Linked DNA regions of Mus musculus: regions 1, 2 and 3 are each linked to region 4. The links are chromatin contacts, called in public Micro-C and promoter capture Hi-C maps. All regions are on one chromosome and are shown on one strand. The core of a region is the stretch at or near the end of the contact, and the rest is flanking DNA. Distances in the headings are between cores, read along the strand shown. Region 1 holds the start of Tkt (transketolase). Region 2 holds the start of Pbrm1 (polybromo 1). Region 3 holds the start of Nek4 (NIMA (never in mitosis gene a)-related expressed kinase 4). Region 4 holds the start of Ncoa4 (nuclear receptor coactivator 4).

Region 1 (2,700 bases), core at 173-2,672, 1.6 Mb before region 4:
ATTCAGAAATAAAAACATATACCTCTCTAGCTTATGTTTCCATTCCCAAATAGATTATAATTTTCCACTGTGAAGAAGAGGTGGAGGAGGAGGGGGGAGGAGAAGGGAGAAGAAGAGAACAAGGAAGAGGAAGGAGGAGGAGGAGAAGAAGAAGAAGGGGAGGAGGAGGGGGGAGGAGGAGGGAGAAGAAGAGAACAAGGAAGAGGAAGGAGGAGGAGGAGGAGAAGAAGAAGAAGGGAAGGAGGGGGAGGAGGAGGAGGAGGAAGAGGAAGTTAACATCAGTGTCATTGGACAGGTGGAGAAATGAAGAACTGGACTAATAATCACTGCCCTCAGGTCCATGGGGTTGGAAGGCCCAAAGGCTTCTGAGGTTTGTTTGCCTCCTTGACCTGTTGGTGAGCAGAGGACAGAGGTGGCACTTGCCTTGCCAAGGATCTGATAGTGGAACACTCCGAGACCACAACACTCCAGTCCCAGGTCCAGCCCTTGGCAGTCAGGCACTAGGAGGGCCAGCCTCTTTGGGCAGAGCCAGCAGAAGCCAGGGGCTGTAACAAACCACACTGGCAGTCTCACTGGGACACCTGGGAAACAGGCCAGGCAGGGAGCGCTTGGGGGAGGGGTGCTCACTTGCACAGGGCCCATTGTCTCATGACTCTGAGTTTGAGCTCTGTGGAGGACACAGAGAGGACCTGGACCAAAGCTGTACTGGTGCCTTCCTCTGCCTCTGCCCAGCACCCACTCACAGGCTTGCCTTTATATCCTCTCTGTAAATTGCAACAACCTCCGCCTCTGGAAACGGTATTGACCCGAGTGTGTGTCATGGATCCAATGAGACAGATCCAACGAGACTGTGAAGGCAACGCTTTCTGTTACAGCTGCTCAGTCCTCTCAGCTCCACCAGATCTGGTAAGAGCAGTAGGTGCTAACTGTCTCTACAGAGGCAAACCCAGTAATCTCTCTGAATCCACTCTTGTCCGTTGGCTCTAGTAGTCTGAGACCAGCATACTCCTAGTAACTTCTCAGTATTACCGTTTCTGGCAGTGTATATTTATTCTCATGTCTGGGATCTTTTTGGACTGAGGATAATCTGCTGCAGCGCTACCCACCAACCCTGTAATCTCAATCTAACCTTGCCAAGCCTCAACCTTTTCCTTAGAAAAGTGCAATTACTGATTAGTATCTCTCTTCTCAGTCCTACCCAAGTCAGCCGCGGAACTCTGAGCCATGCTTAGAACCAGGAATAGTGGCGAAGTTACTTTGTTGCTACTGTTTGTGTGTGATTAATTCCAACAGGGCACTGTGCTGGGAGAGAGCCCCCAGGCCTGGCGACTTCCGAGAGTCCACTAAATGCGGGGCGTGGCCAGAGGCCACTCGTCGGCCTGGGGTGATTCGGCGCCCCGCCCCACCTCCGCCCCGCCCCCCATGGGCGGGTCCTAAGGAGTCTTAACGCGCCCGCCCGCAGCACCCGTCCTCGGTCACTGCTGGTCGCTTCCTGAGCCGCTGCTGGCTCTGTGTCTCTGTCCTCAGCGTTCTCGTCCTCGTCCTCGTCCTCGTCCTACCACGCCATGGAAGGTTACCATAAGCCAGATCAGCAGAAGCTCCAGGCCCTGAAGGACACAGCCAATCGCCTGCGCATCAGCTCCATCCAGGCCACCACCGCGGCAGGCTCAGGGTGAGCGCGCGCTTCTGGCGGGGCTGGGAGCCGGGTCCCGCGGCCTCCCTGGCTCCGTGTCGCGTAGCACGATGTCGCCACGAGGGCGCGGTCAGATGGCGGAGCCTTCCGCTGCTCCGGAGCGGCCGGGTTCGACCGCGTGGGCCTCAGGTCTCGCGAGCACCTCCAGCCGGCCCGGGCTTCCCGGTTCTCGCTGCGCCCGGGCGCGCCTCCTCGCTCTGCGGCTGCAACCCGGAGGCCACCATGACTGCTGGCGGGAGAAACCTGAGCACGTGTGGGCTCCAGCTCTCCACCAGCATGTTGGTTCCACTGGTTTGCAGATGGGGAAACTGAGATTCCGGCTTTATATCAGTTGTCCAAAGTCACAGTGAGAGCTGGAATTTCAGCCCTTGCAATGTAGGCAGAGAATGTGTGTAGAGCCCACCATTTTGCAGTAGACTGGGGGCCCACCCTTCTCTGCATCTCTAACCACGCTCCCCTCCTCGACACTTCTTGCCTCTCCTGCTATGTGTGGGCTGGGGTCCCGGTGCTGCTGAAGACTCCAGGGTGGGGGCAGGGAGGTGACGATGCAACACCAAGAGAGGCTTAGACCCGAGCAAGGAGGTTGGAGTGCGAGTCTGGGGAGAAGGGAGCTTGTAGAAAGAAGGGGCGAGGCCCACGCGAAATAGGAAGTTCTGGGCTAACGGTGTTTGCACACTGGGTGGTTTCAAGAAATTCTAAGGTCTCCATTGGGCCTGGTATGAGACCTTGAGACAGAGAGATCTGGGCTTCTTGGAATGGTTTGGGGTTCTGGGGAGGGAGATTTTAGGAACCCAGACAAACTGTGAGCTTAGAACAAAGACCAGGATTCTGGATTTTGGCCAGTTCCATACAGAACATATTATTAAAGGAGTGCATTTCTCTTGCCTTTTACCGTGGGTTCCTCCTTACTTAGCCCTTGTGCTTTTAAGACGGGATGTCCTCAGAAGGTTTGAACTGGGAACCCTTTGCCACCCAACTTCCCATGCATACTTTGGACCTGTTATCTG
Region 2 (2,700 bases), core at 172-2,671, 1.1 Mb before region 4:
CCAATCCTATACCATGACAAGAGCCTTCCCCACAGAGATGAAGAAAGCCATGTTAGCACCCCACTTGCTATGGGCCTCACAGAACACTTACCTTTTTTTGAATTTTATATCGCTTATGGCAGGTCATACGTTTACTCGCTTTCTTTAACTCTGCCAAAACAAAGAAAGAGAAAGACTGCACACATGAGCAGTGAGTGTTTTAAATTTCTCACATCACCTATATGGATGTTTTGCCCTCTCTTGTCAGCAGACCAACCACGTGCATGTAGTGTTCTTGCAAAGGAAGCCACAAGAGGGCTTCATCACTTGTCCTTCTACAGACAGCATGGAGCTGCCACGTGGGCTGGGACAACCCTGGGTCTTCACTCCATACCCAAAATGTTTCATTTACTTATTTTGTGTGTAGGTCTGAAAGCAATTTCCAGGAGTCAGTTCTACCTATCATATGAGTTTGAACTCTTGACAGTAAGGCTTAGTGGCAAGTGTTTATAGCCATATTCCTGGCCCTCAAGAGATTGTTTTATCAGGCCATGGGGGCCTACAACAATAAGGCTATCCCGGGCAACATAGATCTTGCCTCAACCGTCCCTGCAAAGTTATGCAGGGTATTTAATGGAAATCACACCACAACGCCAGTCAATTCGACTCGGTGGACCCACAATGGAAGCAGCTTCTAGAGGAAAGCACTACAAATATCAAGGTTTCTTTCTTTATTTTTATTTTTTCGAGACAGGGTTTCTCTGTGTAGCCCTGGCTGTCCTGGTAGACCAGGCTGGCCTCGATCTCAGAAATTCGCCTGCCTCTGCCTCCCAAGTGCTGGGATTAAAGGCGTGCGCCAACACGGCCAGGCTCTTTTTTTAATTTTTAAGCCATGGTTTCAGTATACAGCCCAGGCTGGCTGCAAACTTTCTATCTTACTGCGTCATCCTTCGTGTACATGATTAGGGCGCGTGCCACCAAGGCCGAAAGACCATGGTTCTGAATAGTTCTAGGAAAACGGCAGGCTCGAAAAGAGGCTCAAACACGTTAATCACAGAAATCTGGCTCGGTTTTCCTCTCAAGGGCTTAGCTCTCCTGCTATACAACAGGCCAAATTTGGGTCTGGGCCTTCTAAGCATCAGATCTACGCGGAACTCATCAATGGCCTATGGAGAGTCCTCTCCCTCCAGCCACAAAGCACCACCCGCGCGTTTCGCTCCCGACCCCACTCACTAGGCCTCTTCATCCTGGCCGCGGACGCTTCAGGAGCAGAGGAGGTCTCGGGATCACCACGACTTCTCGGGCGCCACGTGCGAACTGGAACTGCGGTTCAACGTCACGCGCTCCAGGACCTGCCGGAAAGTGTGTCGGGGCCGGGCCGAGTGCGCGCGCACACACATACACTGTCGCGCCGAGCCGGGCTCGCCTGGCGGCCACAGGTTGGATTTACGGCAGCACTGGGAGGGGTGAGGGCGGTGAGGGCGGCGGGTGCCGGAGAGACGGCCGCGGCCAGAGGAGCGCTAGCAGCCGTGGCGGCCACGGGGCGGGGCTCGGCGGTCGGGGACCGCAGCCGGGGCTGCAGGCGGCGGAGCGGCGGGGTAAGGCCGGGCCCGGGGCGGGCGGGGCCGCCCCTCCTCGGCCGGCTGCCGGGCCTTTGTGTCGGCCCGGGCGGGCGGGCGGGCGGGCGGGAGTCGCGGCGGAGGCCCCGCCCCGTGGTGCGGACGCGCTGGTCGGGCAGGGCGCGGGGCGGGGCGCGGCACGGCACGGCGGCGGGGCCTCGGGACAGGGCCCAGCAGCCCGGCCGCACCTGCCGCCGGGACAAAGGCAGAGCAGGGCCCGGAAACTCCCTTCGCTGCTCTTTCCCGCCCGTCGCGGGCCGCCTTCAAAGCTGTCAACGTTTCCTTTAGCCCCAGAACCAGTGACAGGTCGGGCGAACTCTTCTTTTCCTCCGCCTCTCAAGGCCTCTTTTTTTTTTTTTTTTTTTTTTTTTTTTTTTTTTTTTTTTTGGTTTCTTGTGCGTTCGGCAAAAAACTCCCTATTGAGTTTTTGTTTTTGTTTTTTTCTTTCCCAATGATCGCCCAAACGGAATATTTTTTTGTTTTTGTCAGAGAGACTTACTTATTTACAGGCTAGGTACTTAAGCTTCTCATTTGTACCGTCACGACGAGTTGAGTTTTTGTAAACTGTATTTTCTGGTTTTAAAAGTATTTTCCGTTTCAAAATTTTGTTTTCTGAAGAAGTGAGTCTTATTTTAAGAAAATTTGATATCAAAGGGGGGACAAAAATATAAAATTCCTGGAAAACAAATGACAAATACACAATAGACCGGATGTAGGAATTCGAGGACTAACTATAGAAGCGTATGGTGGAATATGCTATCTTAATCCAAACTTTTCAAAACTTACTGTAGGAGCCAGGCACAGTAGAAAACACCTGTTCTAGCTCTTGAGTTGGGAGTATCGCAAGTTCCAGTGTACTTGGGTTACATAGTGAGACCTGCCATTAAAACAAAAAAGTGGTTATACGTTTCTTTCTTAACCCATTTGGTAGTAGGCTTTTCCCCCCAAAGTAATTCAGAAGCATATTGGATTCCAGATGTTGAGGAACATAGCTTTTGCTTTAGTAGTTTTTAAGATCCAAAATGAAAGATTGGAAAGTATCCTCGTTTATCTTTGAAGTGGCCTTACTTTGCTGCTAGATTTACCTCAGACTTCTGGATCA
Region 3 (2,700 bases), core at 63-2,562, 1.2 Mb before region 4:
TTAAATAAATATTGAATTCTAGTTAGTGATATTGCTAAAGATAAACAAAAGCAAACATTTGCTAGAGCAGAGGGGGCAGACTGCTGTGTAGTAACTATTGACAGTAGCAGGGAAAGTTGCGCTTCATTCAACTGTGCAGAGGTAACTGGGCCTTTTAAGACGAGAATGAGGGCTGGGCATGGGGGCACACACCTATAATTCTACACTCAAGGCGGAGCCAGGCCGATCTCTAAAACCCTGGATTACATGGTGACATGAGACCTCTTCTAAGACACGCGCTCGCACGCGTGCACACAAACACACACACACACACACACACACACGCACACTCACACACGCACCAACAAACAATGAAGGGAAAATAGGAAAATAGAGAAATGAGAAACGGAATTCCTTAGAAAAATGAAAAAAATTACAAAGGTTTGGGAGCATGTTACTATTACATGGCTGTAAACTCAACACACAAGAGTAGGATTGCAAGATGAGCTGTAGAGGAAGATCTTATCTCAACAACAGTAACATAATAATAATAATAAATAATAACAGTTGGTCATTGTAAAAGCAATTACAATTTACTAGTTGGCAATTATAGAAGATGGGATTATATCTTCCCACACAAAATGGGAAACAGACGCCAAAATTTTTTGATGATTTACATTTCAAAGGAAGGGCTTTCTGTCCTGGAGGAAAACATTTCTGGCTTGTAGAAGACATATGCATATATATCTCAACGGGACAGAGGGATAATGAGTAACTGTGCGCCTGTTTAAAAGTAAATTCTTCAGGCAAGGCAGGTAGCTCTTTTCGCAGCCTTGTGCATTCACAGACAGGCGTTAAAAGGGGGCCTTGGTGCTCCGTGGAAGCAGCATGTGAAGTTCTGGCAAGCCTTTCAGGATGGTGGGTTTGCAATCATTCTGTGAGAGATCTTTGCCAGTCTCAGTAAAGCAGGCTGAAACTTTGAGGGATGAAGTGTATTGACGTCTTCACCAAATGCACCAAAACGGCAGGCCGAATACTGACACGCTACAAAACAAATAGAGCAAACATCATTGGTGAAGCCTAGAGTTGGCCACTCTTTTAACTGAATGTGAGCCAAGCACATAGCCGGTTAATATTTGTAGAACGAATGAACCATACGCGTAACTCGCTTAGAACCAGAAAGGATTCAATGAGCAAATGTAGAACCAAAACGCAGGAAGTGCGGCTCGGGAGTCGCTCTGGCCTTCCAGGAGCGAAGCTCTATGGCAGGTCCTCCGGGGCTGCCGAACCGCTCTGGCCGCTTCCGCGACGGCTCGATGGTAGGTCCTCCCCCAAGCACGAGGAGCAGCTCTGGCCACCGCTAGGTCGACTCTATGGCGCGTCTTCCAACTCTGAGCATGCGCAGGACTACCCCGCCAGTATCGCTATGGTAGCGGCGTCCGGGTGGGCCGGGCCTCGAAGCTCCTGCCCGCGGTGGGCCGCGTTTATGGAGTACTTCACCTCCCGTCTGGCATGAGCGGGGCCTCCCGCAGCCTTACGCGCCGCTGCCACAGCTTCCCGACTGTAGGCCTCCTTCGGGAACATGCCCCAGGCCGCATACTGCTACATGCGGGTCGTGGGCAGGGGTAGTTACGGGGAGGTGACGCTCGTGAAGCATCGGCGAGACGGCAAGCAGGTCGGGGACTTGGGACCTGGCCGGGGCGATGAGGGAAGGGATACGTCTAGGGCATCCTCAAATGTACAGGCCCGGAGTGATGGGCAGGGACTCTTCTCAGATAAGAGGTCAGCTTCTCAACTTCCCCTATAATAGGAGCCCCGGATTTTGTCTATTCTTCGGTATTAGTTTTCTTTATCTGCAAACCTCCTGTCACCTGAAATTTTCTTGAGAACAGGGGCCATGTGTTCCCAAAGCCTAGTTCAGGGCCACCGTGCAAGCCCTGTCTCTTGTGTAGTTTGTACTCCTTAAAAACTCATCTCAGCATCTTCTCGCCAGCACTTTCTCATGGACCCTATTTCAGTGAGTAGCTTGACCAGCCATGCAGTTTCCTAAGCTGGTAACAATTACCTTTAATGTCCCCAACGCTGGTTCTATTCCTGTCACTAGGTCAAACCGGCATCTCCACCCTAGTACAGGCCACCAGTCTTTCTGGCTAAATGCCCACTCCCCAACTAGTTCCTGCTGCCTGCTTTTTTTTCCCCTCTAACCTGTCTCTTCTACTGCAGTCATCTTTCTTTCTTTCTTTCTTTCTTTCTTTCTTTTTGTTTGTTTGTTTGGAGACAGGGTTACTCTGTATAGTTCTGGCTGTCCTGGAACTCACTTTGTAGACCAGGCTGGCCTCGAACTCAGAAATCTGCCTGCCTCTGCCTCCCAAGTGCTGGGATTAAAGACATGCGCCACCACCGCCCGGTTTGCAGACATCTTTCTTAAACTCAAATCTGATGTTACTCCTTTATGTAAATTACTTTATGCCATCACCCAGAGTCTAATGAACCAGTTCTTCAGTATTCTTTGCTATCAGGGTGGCCATAGAATGTTGTGCACAAACAGGCACAATTATGAAACTGATGAGCGATGTTTCATAGTTCTTAGTTCTACCAAGCCAGTGGCAGCAACAAGCTGAGAGAGCCGCCACCCCTCAAGTATAGGACCCACTCCTTGTGTCATATGCTAGATTCTCTGCCTAGAACACAAGCTTTCACATAGGCTAATTGAGTAGGCAC
Region 4 (2,700 bases), core at 12-2,511:
TCCCAGCAACCACATGGTGGCTCAGAACCATCTGTTTCTGCTTTACAATGGAAAAAAGCATGTGTGTTCATGATGAAACCAGACTTCTTCTTTGTCCCTGGTACTCTCATTTATCCTTCCTTCCAGTTACTTAGGTACCCCCTCTTTATCGAGTCCCCACATCACACTGTGTTTGCATAAGGTTAGAACAGGTTAGAGATACTGGAGAAGGGGCTCTCTAGACCTCACGCAGTCTGACAGGAAACTCAGAAGCCGGACTTCTGTGGGTGGTGGGGCCTAGCTCTAGGGTCAGTTAGGTGTGGCATACAGACCAGCTAAAATACACTGACTTGAAACTGTAACATTAATTCTGACATTTATTTACTCAATATTTAAAAAAAAATGTAGCATGTTTTTCCTAAGTTATAAAGCCCATCAGCCTTGTCTTAGTCACTGTTTTATTGCTGTGAAGAGACACCATGACCATGGCAACTCTTACAAAAGGAAGCATTTGCCTGGGCCATCTTTACCATTTCAGAGGCTTTGTCCATTATCAGCATGGCATAAAGCAGGGTGGCCTGCAGGCAGAAGTAGCTCAGAGTACTACATCCAGATCCACATGCAGCAGAAAGAAAGAGTGAGCCACTAAGCCTGGCTTGGACTTCTGAAGCCTCAAAGCCAACCCCCAGTGACATACTTCCTCCCCCAAAGCCACACCCACCCCAACAAGGACACTCACTCTAAGTAGAGCCATCTTCTCATCAGTAAGCATTCAAACACGTGAGCCCGAGAGGGCCATTCTTACTCAAACCACCACAAACCCCAGAGGAAAAAAAGAGTTTATTTTCTTTATTTGCATGACTCTTTTTTGCCTGCATATATACATCTGTACCGTGTGCACGCCTGGTGCCCTTGGAGGTCAGAAGGCACTGGAACCAGGAGGTATGGGTGGTTGTGAGCCATCCTGTAGGTGGCTGGGAACCAAAACTGGGTCCTCTGCAAGAACAGGAAGTGCTTTTTTTTTTTTTTTTCAAGACAGGGTTTCTCTGTGTAGCCCTGGCTGTCCTGGAACTCACTCTGTAGACCAGGCTGTCCTCGAACTCAGAAATCCGCCTGCCTCTGCCTCTGCCTCCGGAGTGCTGGGATTAGAGACTTACTGATAGGCACGAAAATGATCCAGACTAAGGGCAGGGAGTGTTACTGCATGCCTCCACGTTGAGCTCTAAGAAGACTTTGCGCAGGCGCGGAAGGAAATCTCGCGAGACTGTCAGAACACTACCGAGAAGCGTGGTAGGGAGGCCATCCTATCGCGAGAACTCTGTCTTCAGGGTCCGGATCCTTCCACGGCTAAGTGTCTGGGTCGGTCTAAGGTCCGCTCGGATCACCGGAAGGAGCGCTGCCAGCCGGTAAGGACGAGAGTGGCCGGCGGGCGCGCTTCCTCTTCTGCCCTGTGCCCTTCTTCGCTCCGGCCTGTGGCCTGTCCTGCCCTCCCCTCCATTCTTCCCGACCCTCGGGTCCGGGACCACCATCCCACCTGCCTGCACGCGGGGCCCAATGGCCCTTCCCTTCCCCAGGTCACGTCTGCTGTGATCGCCTCTCCAGTCCCCGCGTCGCGCCAGGCCAGAGCTCCTCTCCCTCCCCTCGTCCCGACGCTACCACTTTTCCTTCATGCCCAAGCGCTGGATCTGTCTTCTCTCCTCTGTCCTGTCGACATGTTTCGTTCCTGGGCCACGATTGCAGCCTGAATGCTTCTCTTCCATCCCTTTCCCTACATTGCCCTGACTGTCCTCTGGGTTTATAGCGGTGACAGCCCTGTTTCTCTGGTCCCAGGCGGGCCTGGTTTCCATTACTGACCCAGTGCACATTTGCCCCTATTCCTAGTGGTTTGGCAAGGTGGAATGACTTCTGGAGGCCCACTATCCGTTTCCTTCTCCCAGCAGTCCCTTTAAATCGTTTGATTCGTCCCTTCAGCTGATGAGAAGAGAGAGCTTGCAGAATCATTAATTCATAGCTCGGGCGTTCATTTGCTATATGCTTAGGGTACTGAGGATATAGTAATGTAAAGAAGTGGACGTGCTCCCGGCCCTGATGTGACTTAGCCCTTGCGGTGGGAACAGTATGGGTTTAAGTGCTACAGGCTGGAACTTGGGAGGATGGCTCAAGAATGACAAGTCAGAGGGGCTGGAGTTATCTGACCCTCCTGCACACAGCTCTCCTGCTAGTGTTGTTTAGTAGGTAAGGGCCTGCCACCCTGGCGTCCTTTTGGAAGGACTTGACTTTCCACCCACTTGGTAATTTGGAGTATGGTCATAGACCTTTTGAGTTACTTCCCTGGGTGTGTATGGGACAGGTAAGGCTGTTGGTTCTCCGTTAGCATCCCACTGTGATGTTTCTGAACTTTTAAAGTACATTAGAACATTGGAAAGAATTTCATCCTGTGTGACAAACAGGAGACTAATTTGTACTGCTCAGCAGGTCGCTTGATTTGCTCTGTGGATTTTTTTGTTTGTTTAAGAAGAGTGTCAGATCCCCTTACAAGCCATTGTGAGTCACCTGATGTGGGCCCTAAGAACTGAACTCTGGCCCTTTGATAACCACTGGGCCATCTCTCCAGCCTGGTTTGTTTAGTTTGCTTGAGACTGGCTGCAGGGATCCTGTTGGCTCTGCTGGGTTTACAGACGTACGTGCCACCACACCCAGGTGATTTGCTCTTTGCAAGAT

What was found. Promoter capture Hi-C pulls out the DNA fragments that hold promoters and counts their contacts. A called contact is a pair of places that touch in the nucleus more often than the background predicts. Capture Hi-C pulls out chosen DNA fragments and counts their contacts.
Region 1: a contact with region 4 is called in a Micro-C map of embryonic stem cells, with 6 times the contacts expected there. The contact joins the promoter of Tkt here to the promoter of Ncoa4 in region 4.
Region 2: a promoter capture Hi-C map of adipose tissue shows a contact between it and region 4, with 3 times the contacts expected there. The contact joins the promoter of Pbrm1 here to the promoter of Ncoa4 in region 4. A contact is called at or near these places in 8 of 39 promoter capture datasets (the 3T3-L1 cell line, the C10 cell line, the HPC-7 cell line and 4 more), 2 of 484 Hi-C or Micro-C datasets (B cells and cortical neurons), 6 of 115 datasets of contacts at active chromatin or transcription factors (cardiomyocytes, embryonic stem cells, memory CD8 T cells and 2 more) and 2 of 9 other capture datasets (adipose tissue and liver).
Region 3: a promoter capture Hi-C map of pre-B cells shows a contact between it and region 4, with 2.7 times the contacts expected there. The contact joins the promoter of Nek4 here to the promoter of Ncoa4 in region 4. A contact is called at or near these places in 2 of 39 promoter capture datasets (liver and pre-B cells) and 1 of 484 Hi-C or Micro-C datasets (CD4 T cells).

The regions. Positions count from the first base shown.
Region 1 is chr14:30,547,709-30,550,408 of GRCm38.p6, forward strand. Tkt (transketolase) reads left to right here and starts at 1,423. Exons shown (of 14, transcript NM_009388.6): 1 at 1,423-1,672. The coding sequence starts at 1,566.
Region 2 is chr14:31,017,717-31,020,416 of GRCm38.p6, forward strand. It overlaps Pbrm1 (polybromo 1), which reads left to right and starts at 1,422. Exons shown (of 33, transcript NM_001081251.1): 1 at 1,422-1,577. Gnl3 (guanine nucleotide binding protein-like 3 (nucleolar)) reads right to left here and starts at 1,415. Exons shown (of 15, transcript NM_153547.6): 1 at 1,213-1,415; 2 at 92-150. The coding sequence starts at 1,225. RefSeq lists an enhancer at 2,125-2,153.
Region 3 is chr14:30,950,065-30,952,764 of GRCm38.p6, forward strand. Nek4 (NIMA (never in mitosis gene a)-related expressed kinase 4) reads left to right here and starts at 1,313. Exons shown (of 15, transcript NM_011849.3): 1 at 1,313-1,654. The coding sequence starts at 1,562. Gm41121 (a long non-coding RNA gene) reads right to left here and starts at 1,370. Exons shown (of 2, transcript XR_874490.3): 1 at 1,138-1,370; 2 at 368-1,023.
Region 4 is chr14:32,158,626-32,161,325 of GRCm38.p6, forward strand. Ncoa4 (nuclear receptor coactivator 4) reads left to right here and starts at 1,262. Exons shown (of 10, transcript NM_001033988.2): 1 at 1,262-1,385.